Regions from separate parts of the Capra hircus genome. Here region 2 is linked to region 1. The links are chromatin contacts, called in public Hi-C maps. All regions are on one chromosome and are shown on one strand. The core of a region is the stretch at or near the end of the contact, and the rest is flanking DNA. Distances in the headings are between cores, read along the strand shown. Region 1 has its middle 110 kb from the start of GALNT15. Region 2 has its middle 21 kb from the start of DPH3.

Region 1 (5,710 bases), core at 270-2,769:
GTTCTGAATTTTATGGGAATCATGGACTTGCTTCTTGCTATGGTACCATCATTGCCCCTGAACACTACAGTAAACCGTGAACGTGATAGTGTAATATCACAGTACATATTCCTTTGTGTCTAGCTTCTTTCATCAGATACTGGGTTTGAAGCTTTCATTCACACTTTGCATGTGGCTATAGTTCAGCCAGCTTCACTGTTTAGTGGTATTTGTACTGGGTTGAACAGTGTCTCTCCAAAATTTATGTTTACCTAAAACCTCAGAATGTGGCCTTCTTTAGAATAGGGTCTTTGCAGATGTGATCACTTAAAATGAGATCATACTGGATTAGGGTGGAGTCTGAACCCTATAACCAATGTCCTTACAAGAAGATATCGAGAGGAGAAGGTCATGATAAGACAGAGTGATCCAACCACAAGCCACAGTGGTTGCAGGCAAGCCCCAGAAACTATGGGAGAGAGAGAGCAAAACCTCTGTCCAAGGAGCCAGGAGGAACCAGCCTGGCCAAAATCTTGATTGTGAACGTCTAGTCTGCTGAATTGGGAAGAATACATTTCTGTGATGGGAAGCCACCAGTTTATGGCAATATGCTATGGTAGCCCAGGAGTCTAATACAGTATTCCACTGAGAAAATCAGCCACAATGTGCTTATAAATAAACCTCCACTTCCGATCCATTCTGCAGTGGAGGTAGCTTGGTTAGTTTCAGGCTGGTAGCAATTCTGAGTAATGGTTCTGGGAACGCTGTGATCACATGTCTTGAAGCAAAAGGCTGACACGCCTCCTCTATACCACACTGCTTCCTGAGTGCTCAGCCTCTGATGGCTCTGCCTGTAGAAACTCCTGGTCCTGTCATGAAGCAGACTCAGGAGAAGGGAGAAAGGACAGCAGTGCAACTGGCAGAACCCTGGGAATGCCTGTCCACCTGCCCCAGCTCCAGCTCAGGCTGCAGAATCAGGGGCCCCTCACCCTCTCCTGCCTGAACCCTCCTCCTTGCTTCCATCCCTGGCCTTGCTGTGGACCTCACCCCAGCCATCACTTCCTGTTTACAGGACCCCCTGCACCCACCCACACACACACACACACACACACACACACACTGATGTTGACCTTGCATCTCCCCCTAGCCAGTCTCTGATCCCCCTTTCAGTCCCTTTCTTCCTTTGCTGGCTGACTGGGTTCGGGACTGGACCTGCTCTCTTCTGTCTTGAGGACTCAGCCAACGCATCTTAGGTGGAAAGTCCTTAACAATGCGTCCCTCTTGCAAGGAGAAGCTTTTTGAAGTATTTTCTTTCCCCCAAGGAGGAAATCCATTGGCGGTAGAGAATGGTCTCTCCCAGGGATAGCAGAAGGTTGGGGGCAGAGCACACAGGCGTCTTGGGGAGGAAGAGGTGAAGGGCATTTCAGTGGAAACGGAGATGCTGGTGCTTACGGCTGCAGCGCACCTCCCAGAGACAGCGTCACGGGGAAGAAAGAATGTGCCTGTCAGCTGCCAGAGGGCTGAGGCGAACGCCTGCCTCCCCGCCTTCAGCGCCCGCTCCTCAGGATGACTCACTTTCTAAGCTTCCAGAGTGGTGACGACGATTGTTTATCTGACACAAACGTCGAACTTGTTTTCATGACTGCAATACTAACCCAAAGCCCGCTGGGTTGCCTTTTTCCGGAGTAACAACATCCTCTTGTTATGAATTCTGTGTTTCACTTGGACCTATCTTCATAGCATTTGTATTTTTCTGTACAGCTCGTTCTGGGAAATTGGGAAAATAGCAATACTGATGTAGATAGAATTCCTTTTTTGTTTTATTCTTAGGGATAATCTACTGCTTTGATTGTGAAATACGATGACAGACCAGTGGCTGACCCCACCCATCAGTGCTCTGAAGCCAGGAGTGGAATATTTGTTTCATGAGGATTTCAGCAGCCAATATTCATTCACGGCTGCTCAAAGGCCTCCTGCAGAAAAGTCTAGGGAGATGGGGGGTGAGGGGCTATAGTTGAGAACCGGAATGTTTAGGGTTATGGGAATGCAAACTTTTTTGGAAAAAATCCTAAGTTTTCAATGATGCCTCATCTTCTCTCCCAACTCATAAGTTAACGTTTTAGAGGTCAGGATATTAGTCAAGGTGTGATCAGGGAAGCATGATGAGTAACGTGGGAAAACACAGACCTGCTATAGAGATGAGATGGTGAATAACGGTGGGAGCTGGTGAAGAGGGCTGTTAACTCTGCATTTGATGGGGGTCAATCCTGAAGTCACTGTAGGTTGGCAGGCCAGGCAGTTAGGAATAAATTCTGGGAAATGGAGTTCTGATAGCTAAGTTAACATGAAAACACAAGCATCCTAGTGGTGGACTCAGAAGTACCAAGCGGCAGTTGTCTGGAGCTCCATCATGGAGGCACCACTAAGCTAACGTGCGTATTCCACTTCACATGTGCCAGACACTCTTCTAAGCTCTTTGTATGTGTTCCACTCATTTAATCCTCGCAAGACCCCTATGAAGTAGTTTTATCCATTCTTCCTATGTCACAATGAGAAAACTGAGAGATCGTGAAGGTACTAAGCGACAGGCAAACCCTAGTTCAAGAGCAGAAATGCTGGGCAGTCTTTCATTCATCTTTTTTTCTTTTTTTTAACAGCCTACCGTTCTTTAACCCGGAAGCTTGCTTTGCTTTGCTCTTCTGTTTTGAATCTCCTTGCCCCCCTCCCTATGAGGCTCGAGAGGCTCTGGCTGGATTTTCTCGTGAGTGCTTTTCCTGCTATGACCGTTGTTCCTCTCTTCCCTGCAAATTATTTGACTTCCCTGTGAGACAGTTTTCACTGTGGAACAAATGAACTCAAAGAGTGTCTAAACAACATTAATTGATTCTTGCTTTGTCTCTGAGGCTTGGCTGAGGGTCTGCTGATCCAGGCTGGTATTACCTGAGTGGTTCTGCTTCAAGTTACAAGTCCAGATGGGCTTGGCATCTCATTGATTGGGGGCTCACGTCAGATCCACGCATATTGATTGTTGCTAGAAGGCAGTGCCTACACAGGACTAGCACTTCTCATGATGATAGAAGAGGCAGAGAGAGAGACAGGAGAGTCAGGGACGACTCCTAAGACTAGGCTCAAATCTCTGTACCACATCCTACGGGACCAAGACAAGTCTGGGTCAGGGAGGTATAAATATAGATGGAGAACACAGATGGTGTAGTGTGTCTCCAGAGGAAGGGGAGAATTGGAGTCAATCGCATACATTATTTAATAACACTGCTATTATTTAAAGGCAAGCAACTATCCTGAGGTTCTCCTTGAAATACATTTCTAGATCTCAGAAGATTAACTTTCAGAAGAAAAACAGAAATGAGTGGATATTTCAGATCTAGAAAGTTGACTAAGTGGTCAACAGCCAGAGGAAAATTTTAGGCATGTTCTCTGCTCTCCTCCGTACACCTCTAAGGTCAGACCTCACCCTTTGATATTCCATCCCATATCGCTGTGACCCTCAGGCATAGGTCCATTGATTGATGTCATCAACATATTGCTATCCCTCCAGCATCAATTCTGATGTGTTTGTAGCCTGACCATTCTAGGTTCTCACCATCTTCCATTTCCTTTCCAAACATCTCCAAAGACATTTATCCTCCACACATAGAAGTTGGACATGATTCTCAAGGATTTAAGGAACAGACTGTGCCTCTAGGGAGAAAAATCTGCTCCATCCTTATGACTCAGGTGTGTCAGAAACTCAGGTTGAATTTTCTTGCTTCCACGTATCTGTATCCTGTATCCTCTTATTTATTTGTTCATGCATCATTTGTTTTAAAAAAATATTTTGTGTCCATGGTGGGGCGTGTCATCTACATTTCTTCTCTTGGGTGAGCTGTATGCCTGTTTTTTCTTCTGGGAAAAAATTAAAAACATTTTTTTGGAGCTGAACTCATATTGGTCAGCTGAGTTCCCTGCAACAGGGGGCAGCTCTCCTCCAAAAGAACTTCATCCTTGTAGAAGTCTTAACAACAACAACCACAGCATCAAATCAAAACCCAACCCCATTACCAATTCCCCAGGATACTACAAGCTCCTGGAGGAAAACAACGCAGGCTGTCTTCACATTTTAACATGCACTAGGCCTGGCACAGCTGGAATTCAAATGATCTTTGTTAATTAAATGAGTAAATTCCAAACCTCCATGACACAGAGTCCATTGTGCCAACACTTCTGAAAACAAGAACACTGCCAGGTTGAATCGCTGCGGCTGTTATTTTCTAGGGAAAGTTCAATTCTAGGCTAAATTACGACATGGGTAAACAATTCTCTGGATTTCAGAATCTTGACTCTGTAGGTGCCCCTCTTAAAACTCTATGTCCCTATATTCCTCTGGCTTATTCCCAGGGTGCAAAACAAATGTAAATAAGCTTTAGAGCTATTTGTTTACTTTTTGTCCACAACGATTTATCTAGTATCTATTATAAGTCAAGTACTATGTAGGTTTTAGCGGTTAAAAAGTCAAATACAGCAGGGTAACTGCCTTGAGGCAGTTAATGGGGGATATGAACAGTACATACATGTAAACATATAATGATTACACATCATGACAAATTACCAAATGCAATGGTAATCCAGGGAAGGCAGCCCTAGTCCTTCCTGGAAGAGGCGACATCTGAGCTGATTCCTGGTGGATAAATAAGAACTGGGGTGTGGTCCCAGCAGAGAGAATGGCATGTCCAAAGACTCATGCTGGAGAGCAGTGAGCATTCTTGGAACACCAGGAGTTCACCATGACGGGGGGACACAGTGTTAGTGGGGGTGTGGCTGAGCTGTGTGGTCAGAGAGGGAAGCAAAGATGGCTCATGGCTGTACCTCTTTAAGGTGACTTCTGAAGCGCTGATTTGTCCTGAGGGCAATGCAGAGTCATTGAACATTTGTAAACAGGAAGATGACCTGATAAAACTTGTGCTTTAAAGAGACACAGAGTCAGGGAGACCAGTCATGAGACCATCGCAGTGATCCGGCAAGAGCTAAGTGTCCTTGTCTGGAGGACCCGGTTAGGTGGCAGGCCCCTCAGGACAGGCTCTCGCCGTCCAGTGCGCCACACGGGCTCTGTCTACATGCTGTGAACACGTTGCAAGCTTTGGCTACTTGATTCGCACTTGACTTGAACTTCCTTCTTTCACGACCATTTCATCCTGCCAAGTTTGGAGTTTACAGCCTACAACCTTTAATAGCTTTTCAGTACATATTTCTCAGACTTTTTAGTTCTTTTTAAGTGGAAAACTGTGGGGATTTTTCATGCATGAAACCCGAGAATGCATGAATGATTTGGTTCAAACTTCTTCCAAAATATTGACTTTGGATAAAGAACAAATAACCAAATGTTAGGCTGGAGCTCAAGAATAGGTTGGACATCTTGCTTGCTTCTTCTCCTAAAAAAAGAAAAAAAAGAAGAAGAATAAAGTGAAGAGAAAGGAAAAGCAAATGAGACTTCTCACTTCAGGAACTATATGTACACACACAGCTGATTCACTTTACTGTAGAGTAGAAACTAGCATGATACTGTAAAGCAACTATACTCCAATTTAAAAAAACAGATTTCTCATTTCATCATTTAAGAATTAGTATCTGAATAATACAATAATATCCATGTGAACTTCTCTAATTCTACAGCAAACGGCAGTATCACATTCTAGCCCTCAGATAAATGTCAGGCTCAGCACTGCCCATCATGCTG
Region 2 (6,188 bases), core at 1,996-4,495, 170 kb before region 1:
AGCCGGCAGCCGAGCCTACAGCAGGCGGAGCGCCTGTCACTCTCCTTCCTGACAGCCTGGCCCCGTTTAGCTCGCGGATTTGGGGCCCCGGGCTGTCGTCTGAGTGCTCATCATCATGCTCTGTCACCCTGAGATGGGAGGCGGGAGGCGGGTGGGTGAGCCCTGTCGGTTCTCTCGCTGTTGGCATCACTGCTGGGTTCAACCCGAGCACCCGGGCCGCGAATCACTGAGGACGCGGAGAGAATCCGCTCAGATGTCGCTCGGAAAGAGCTCTCCGCGAGACGGAAGAGGCTCTTCATCCGTGCCTGTGCTGTGCTCCCCTTCTCCGTGAGCTGATTGCCGTCTGCAGTCACACAGCTGGGCTAAGGCGGGGGGCGGGGGGGGGGGGCGCACCAGCCACTCCTACGGGGGCACAGAGCCTGTGCCACCTGAGACCTGAGGAGAGAAACCCACGGGACCTGGTCTGGCATCACCACCAGTCTGCAGAGCCCCCTCCCTTCTCGGACACCAACATCAGACAGGGCCGCTCTGGGCCTGTGATGGAGCACGACGGAAGCAGGGTCACGCCGCTGCCCGCATGCGCTTGGACAAAGCGAGAACTCTGGGCGGACCTCAGAATGAGCAGAGCGCCCCTCTCCTGGAGAACAGGAGCGGTGCTCCCTCCACCCGCCATGACTTTAGCCCTGCTCAGCGCCTCCCCTCACCTTGTATAAAAACACGAGATTCCCAGTCATAACATGGCTCCATTTCCCGACCGCCTCCAGCCCAGAGGAAGATCGGGTTCCCGGTACCCTTTCCAAAGGCTCCTCGCCCCCACTTGGCTTCCCAAGCCCCTCTGTGCCCTCCTGCTGGGACCCCCACGGTGCCTCTGGGGTGCGATCCCCCTGGTTGCAGTGAGTCCCACTTGCACGACGGCAGGTGTGTGCCAGGTGGTGGCGTCCGGCTGGGGAGAGAGAGGCCAGTTCTGACCTGCTGCCCCGCGGGAGCTCCTGGTGACCTTCATCAGCTGCAGAGATGCTCCCGGGAGCCCCCGGGCCAGACATTGGCACTCTGCACCCCCTCCCCAGGGCAGACAAAGAGGGCACTGGATTGGCTCCTGCTGCAGACATTTTGGTGCCCGGTGTGGCATCCCTGGCTGTGCCCGGGTTTCAGCCTTAGGGCACCTTGCCACGCAGGCTCAGACTCATCTTGCGCAGCGTGACAGTTGAGCTCAGTCCTCTCTGCTTTCCTGCCCGGGGGCCTTCTCTGAAGCTTGGAAGCTCTCTGCCCTCACAGTCTATAAGGTGCCTGAAGAGAGCTCACACCCCCAGGGGCCACGTCAACCAGGAAGAGAGGAGCTCTCATGGAAAAAGTTCCCAGCCTCCGCCCTGCCGTGGATGCTTCTGGAATGTCCACTTCCTGTGGACGTCACAGAGGAGGAACAACCAAGCCCTCTGCTCACGACACCCTTCCTCTGGCTTTTCCTCTCTCTCTGCCCCACTCTCCTGACTCGCTGACTCCTGTTTCCTTTTTTTTTTTTCCTGTTTATTTATCTTACTTTACAATATTGTATTGGTTTTGCCATACACTGACTTGAATCCGCCATGGTGTACATGTGTTCCCCATTAAAGAAGGCTCCCACATCCACGGCCTCATTCCCATCTGCTGTCAGGTTGCCCCAAGCTAGCCTGCCTCCCCAGGACCTGCCCAATGCTAGCTCCTGCCTGCAGAGTTTCCGAGGCATAGTGTGGCCTGGGGGTGTCTCCACTCCCAGCTCCAATCACAATCCCCAAGCTCCTGGTCACAGAGGGTGGGCCAGGAGTGGGTGCATCCCCTGGCCAGTTTAACCAGAGTGACCCTCAGAGCTCTTGCTGCGGATCTGGGACGTGAACTCCGGCTCTGCCACTGGGCTTGTTGGGACGGTACTTTACGGGTCACGAACTCTGGCTCTGCCACTGGGCTTTACTGATGAGTGCTTACTCCTCCCTTTGAAGGGTGGGGTCTGTTTGCCCTCCTCTTCAATGTGGGTTGCTCTGTGATTGCTCTGAGCAAGGAGAATGATGGAAGGCGTGTGTATGAGTTCCAGGTCAGGCTTTTAAGAAGACCAGCAGCTTCTGTGTTGGTCCACTGAGCCACAGGGTAAGAGACCGGACTTCCCGGCTGCAGGGACCTCTCTCAGGAGAGGGGAGGGTCCAGCTGAACAGCCTGCTAGACACCCTGGCCAGGGGGCTGGGTATGTGAGTGCAGCTCTTTTCAACCCTCCAGACTAGACCAGGCACCATCTGACTACCATCCAGCAGCACCAGTTGTTGCCACATGAAGCAAAGGACTTGCCTGGTTGAGCCATGCCCAGACTCATAGTCCACGAAACTGCAAGTTCTAACAAAGTCACTGTTTTAGTCCATCGATTAAGGGATAATTTATTAAGCAGCAAGAGTTGTTGCGGCCCCAAGTTGGGGTGTCTAAAGCCAGCAAGTAGCCATCCTGGGGACCAGGAAATCAGGCCAAGTAATGGATCTGTCTGGTGGCTCAGACAGTAAAGCCTCTGTCTGCAATGTGGGAGACCCAGGTTCAAGCCCTGGGTTGGGAAGATCCCCTGGAGAAGGAAATGGCAATCCACTCCAGTACTATTGCCTGGAAAATCCCATGGACAGAAGAGCCTGGCAGGCTGCAGTCTATGGGGTCGCAAAGAGTCGGACACAACTGAGCAACTTCCCTTCACTTCTTCACTTCACTTCAGTGGATCTGGTGATCCTTTTTTATCCTGGATCAAGCTTGACCTGAAGCTGTTCCAGGTTTGCCAGTTATATGAGTCTACTATTTCCCTCTTTTGCCAATTAGGGTTAGAGCTTCTGCTTATTAACCAAAGAATCCTAAGTAATCCAGCACCCAGTTTTTTTTAAGCTATGAAGAATATAAAGTTTAGTTTTGTTCTGGTGTCGGCAATGTTTGAAGGGCAGTTACTTGAGAAGGCTGTATGTCTCAAGAGCATGAGAATCCTGATTCTGGCTACCTGTCAGAAACACTGAGAGGTCTTTTAAAAATACAGATGCCTGGGCCCATCTGGTCGGTAGCACTGACCTTGGGGAAAAAAATAAAAATTCAAGTGAAAAATCTAGGTTCTGAGGGGACTTGGGGGCAGATGCAGAGATTCTGAAGCTTTCCTGGAGGAGCCAGAGGGAAACTTCCACCATGCCCCTCCCCACTGTCTCAGAGGTTGGCCACGCCCAGCTTGAGGTGGGACGGAGCTGGGGTAAAGCAAAAGAATGCTGGGCCAGCCCAGTTGGGGGTGAGAAGCCCAGTGGCTGTGGGGTGAGTGGGGGCAGTGGATGTCCCAAACATCCAGCGTGGGGCAGCTGATGGCGGGAGGAAGTATTTCCTGCCCCCTGGGAAAATCCCGGAAGTAATAATGGAAGCAGGACCCGCCCACCAAGTCTCCTGCACTCCCAGAGAGGTTCGGGGAGAAGCACCGTTTCCAGATCCTGAGTTCAGGGGTCCAGGCTCAGAGACACCTTCGCCGTGTTAATGAAGATTCAGAAGTCACTCGTGTAGACCAAAGAGTAGATGCCCACTTGGCCTGACGCCTCTGTATACTGTGCCAGCCCTGCAAAGTCAGACTCCGCCCGGGGAGGCGCCCTGCACTCACGGGATAGGCCCCGACACCCTCTTATCCCTGAGGAGCTAAAATAAAAGCGCCTTTAAGAACCTCCCCACCCCTCGCCCCTCCGCATGGGGAATCCACTGCTCCGTGTTTAACCAGAGTCCTCAGTGTGTCCTCATCTCCGTGGTTTCCTCGGGGACCCCACAGATTTGGGGTGGAAGGCCAGGTCTTCCATGTGAGGTTGGAGGGCTTACTTCTCGTCCTTGGCACTGTTACTTCCGGCTCATCATTTCCGGGCTTTGAAGCGTTTCTCCTTAGTGTCCTTATTTAAAGGGATGAATCGCACACAGCCCGCTTCTGTAGTCAGCACGCTGACTTGCCTGATTGCTGTGCCTTTATGCACTTTTTATTTTTTAAAGATGATGCTCCTTTGGCAAAGTTTGATTCCAAAGAACTAGACTTGTGAATTCTTAAAAAAAAAGGTTTTAGCTTATTTAGAATTTTTGCCTCCTAATCTAGAGTCTGGAAGACTAAAATGTAATCAGGACAACATCTTCTTAATATATACATATATTTTTGTCCACACGGTACAGCATGTGGGAGTTCTCAGATCAGGGGTTGAACCTATGCCCCCTGCAGTCAAAGGGTGGAGTCTTAACCACTGGCCCACTAGGGAAGTTCCCAAAGTCTTCTTAAATCTGACCTCAAATAAGAGCTCTTAAATTGGAGTTGTGTAACTTTTTTTTTGCGTTCACTCTGCTTGACAAGGTACACACACAAACACGTTGTTATCACTTCCCTTAAAATTCAACAAGTGTGTGTTATGTGTCTAACAAGAGTCAGATACTGTGTTAGGGACTCTAGGTAAAAATATGGGCAAAACTCTAGACTAGTGGAGGAGACGTGTTTGATCATTTCAGTACAGAGTGGACCATGTTCAGCCAGAGCCACGAACCCAGCCCCTGAGAAGAGGGGTGCTTAGCCCAGCCCTGGTGCTGGGGGAAGACTCTGGGGAGATGCTACATGAACTGTCAGGTGTGGTAGATAAGAACAAGCTGATAGGAGGAGAAAAGGGAACTCTTTTAAAAAAAACTATTTTATTGAAGTATAGTTGATTTACAATGCTGTAATTTCTATCGTACAGCAAAGTGATTTAGTTATACACGTGTATACGTTCTTTCCCCTTATGGTTTATCACAGGCTATCGAACACCGTTCCCTGTGCTCTGCAGCAGGACCTTGTTGTTATTTATTCTATATATAACACTTTACCTCTGCTACTCCCAAATTCCCTAATTCTCCTCCCCCTGCCCTTCCCCCAGTAGGGAACAAAGGATAAGTTTGTTCTCTAAGACTGTGAGTCTATTTCTGTTTTGCAAATAAGTTCATTTGTATCATTATTTTTTTAGATTCAGTATGTAAGCAGTATCCACATGATATTTGTCTTTCTCTGACTTACTTCACTCCGTATGATGATATCCGGGTTCACCCATGTTGCTGCAAATAGCTTTGTTCAATCTTTTTTATGGCTGAGTAATATTCCACTGTGGTCTGCACGTGCGTGCCTTCTTTGCGCCCTCATCTGTTGATGGACATGTTGGTTGCTCCCGTGTCTTGGCCATTGTTCACGGTGCTGCCGTGAACACTGGGGTGCACGCGTCCTTTCAGATCACGTTTCTCTCTGGGTGTACGCCCAGGATCAGATGGCAGCCCTATTTTTAGCTTTTTAAGGAAATTCCATACTGTTCTCCACAGTGGCCACACCAATTTGTGTTCCCACCAACAGTGTAGGAGGGTTCCCTTCTCTCTACACCCTTTTCAGCATTTACTGTTTATAAATTTTTTGATGATGACCATTCCGACTGGTGTGAGGCGGTATCCCAATGGAGTTTTGATTTGCATTTCTCTTATAATTAATGAACTTCCCTGGTGGCTCAGACAGTAAAGCGTCTGCTTACAATGCAGAAGACCTGGGTTCGATCCCTGGGTTGGGAAGATCCCCTGGAGAAGGAAATGGCAATCCACCCCAGTACTCTTGCCTGGAAAATCCCATGGATGGAGGATCCTGGTAGGCTACAGTCCATGGGGTTACAAAGAGTTGGACACGACTGAGCGACTTCGCTTTCTTTACTTTCTATAATTAATGATGTTGAAAATCTTTTCGTATGCCTATTAGCCATCTGCATGTCTTACTTGGAGGAAAGTCTATTTAGGTCCTCTGCTTATTTTTTGAGTGGGTTGTTTATTTTTATATTACACCACATGAGCTGTTTGTATATTTTGGAAACATCCCTTGTCGGTCACATCATTTGCAAACATTTTCTCCCAATCTGTGGGTTGCTTTTTGGTTTTGTTTATACGTTCCTTTGCTGTGTAAAAACTTTTGAGTTTAATTAGGTCTCATCTGTTTATTTTTGTTTTTATTTCCATTACTCTGGGAGGTGGAATGAAGATACGGCTGCAACTCTGGTTTCCTCTGATGGTTTTAGTGTCCAGGCTTACCTTTGGGGCTCTAATCCATTTTGAGTTCATTTTTGCGTGTGGTGTTGAAGAGTGTTCTAATTTCCTTTTTTACATGTGGCTGTCCAGCTTTCCCAGCAGCATCTATT

The links. Hi-C and Micro-C count contacts between places; a contact is called where the count stands out from the background.
Region 2: a contact with region 1 is called in a Hi-C map of liver, with 3 times the contacts expected there. The contact joins two enhancer-like sites. A contact is called at or near these places in 2 of 5 Hi-C or Micro-C datasets (blood and liver).

The regions. Positions count from the first base shown.
Region 1 is chr1:152,903,565-152,909,274 of ARS1.2, reverse strand. No RefSeq gene overlaps it. Among named protein-coding and RNA genes, the nearest start is that of GALNT15, 110 kb to the left of the region's middle. Within about 2 kb of position 1,519, at least 5 of the 5 cell types and tissues checked have an H3K27ac peak or open chromatin away from gene starts, as enhancers often do.
Region 2 is chr1:153,079,663-153,085,850 of ARS1.2, reverse strand. No RefSeq gene overlaps it. Among named protein-coding and RNA genes, the nearest start is that of DPH3, 21 kb to the left of the region's middle. Within about 2 kb of position 3,245, at least 1 of the 5 cell types and tissues checked has an H3K27ac peak or open chromatin away from gene starts, as enhancers often do.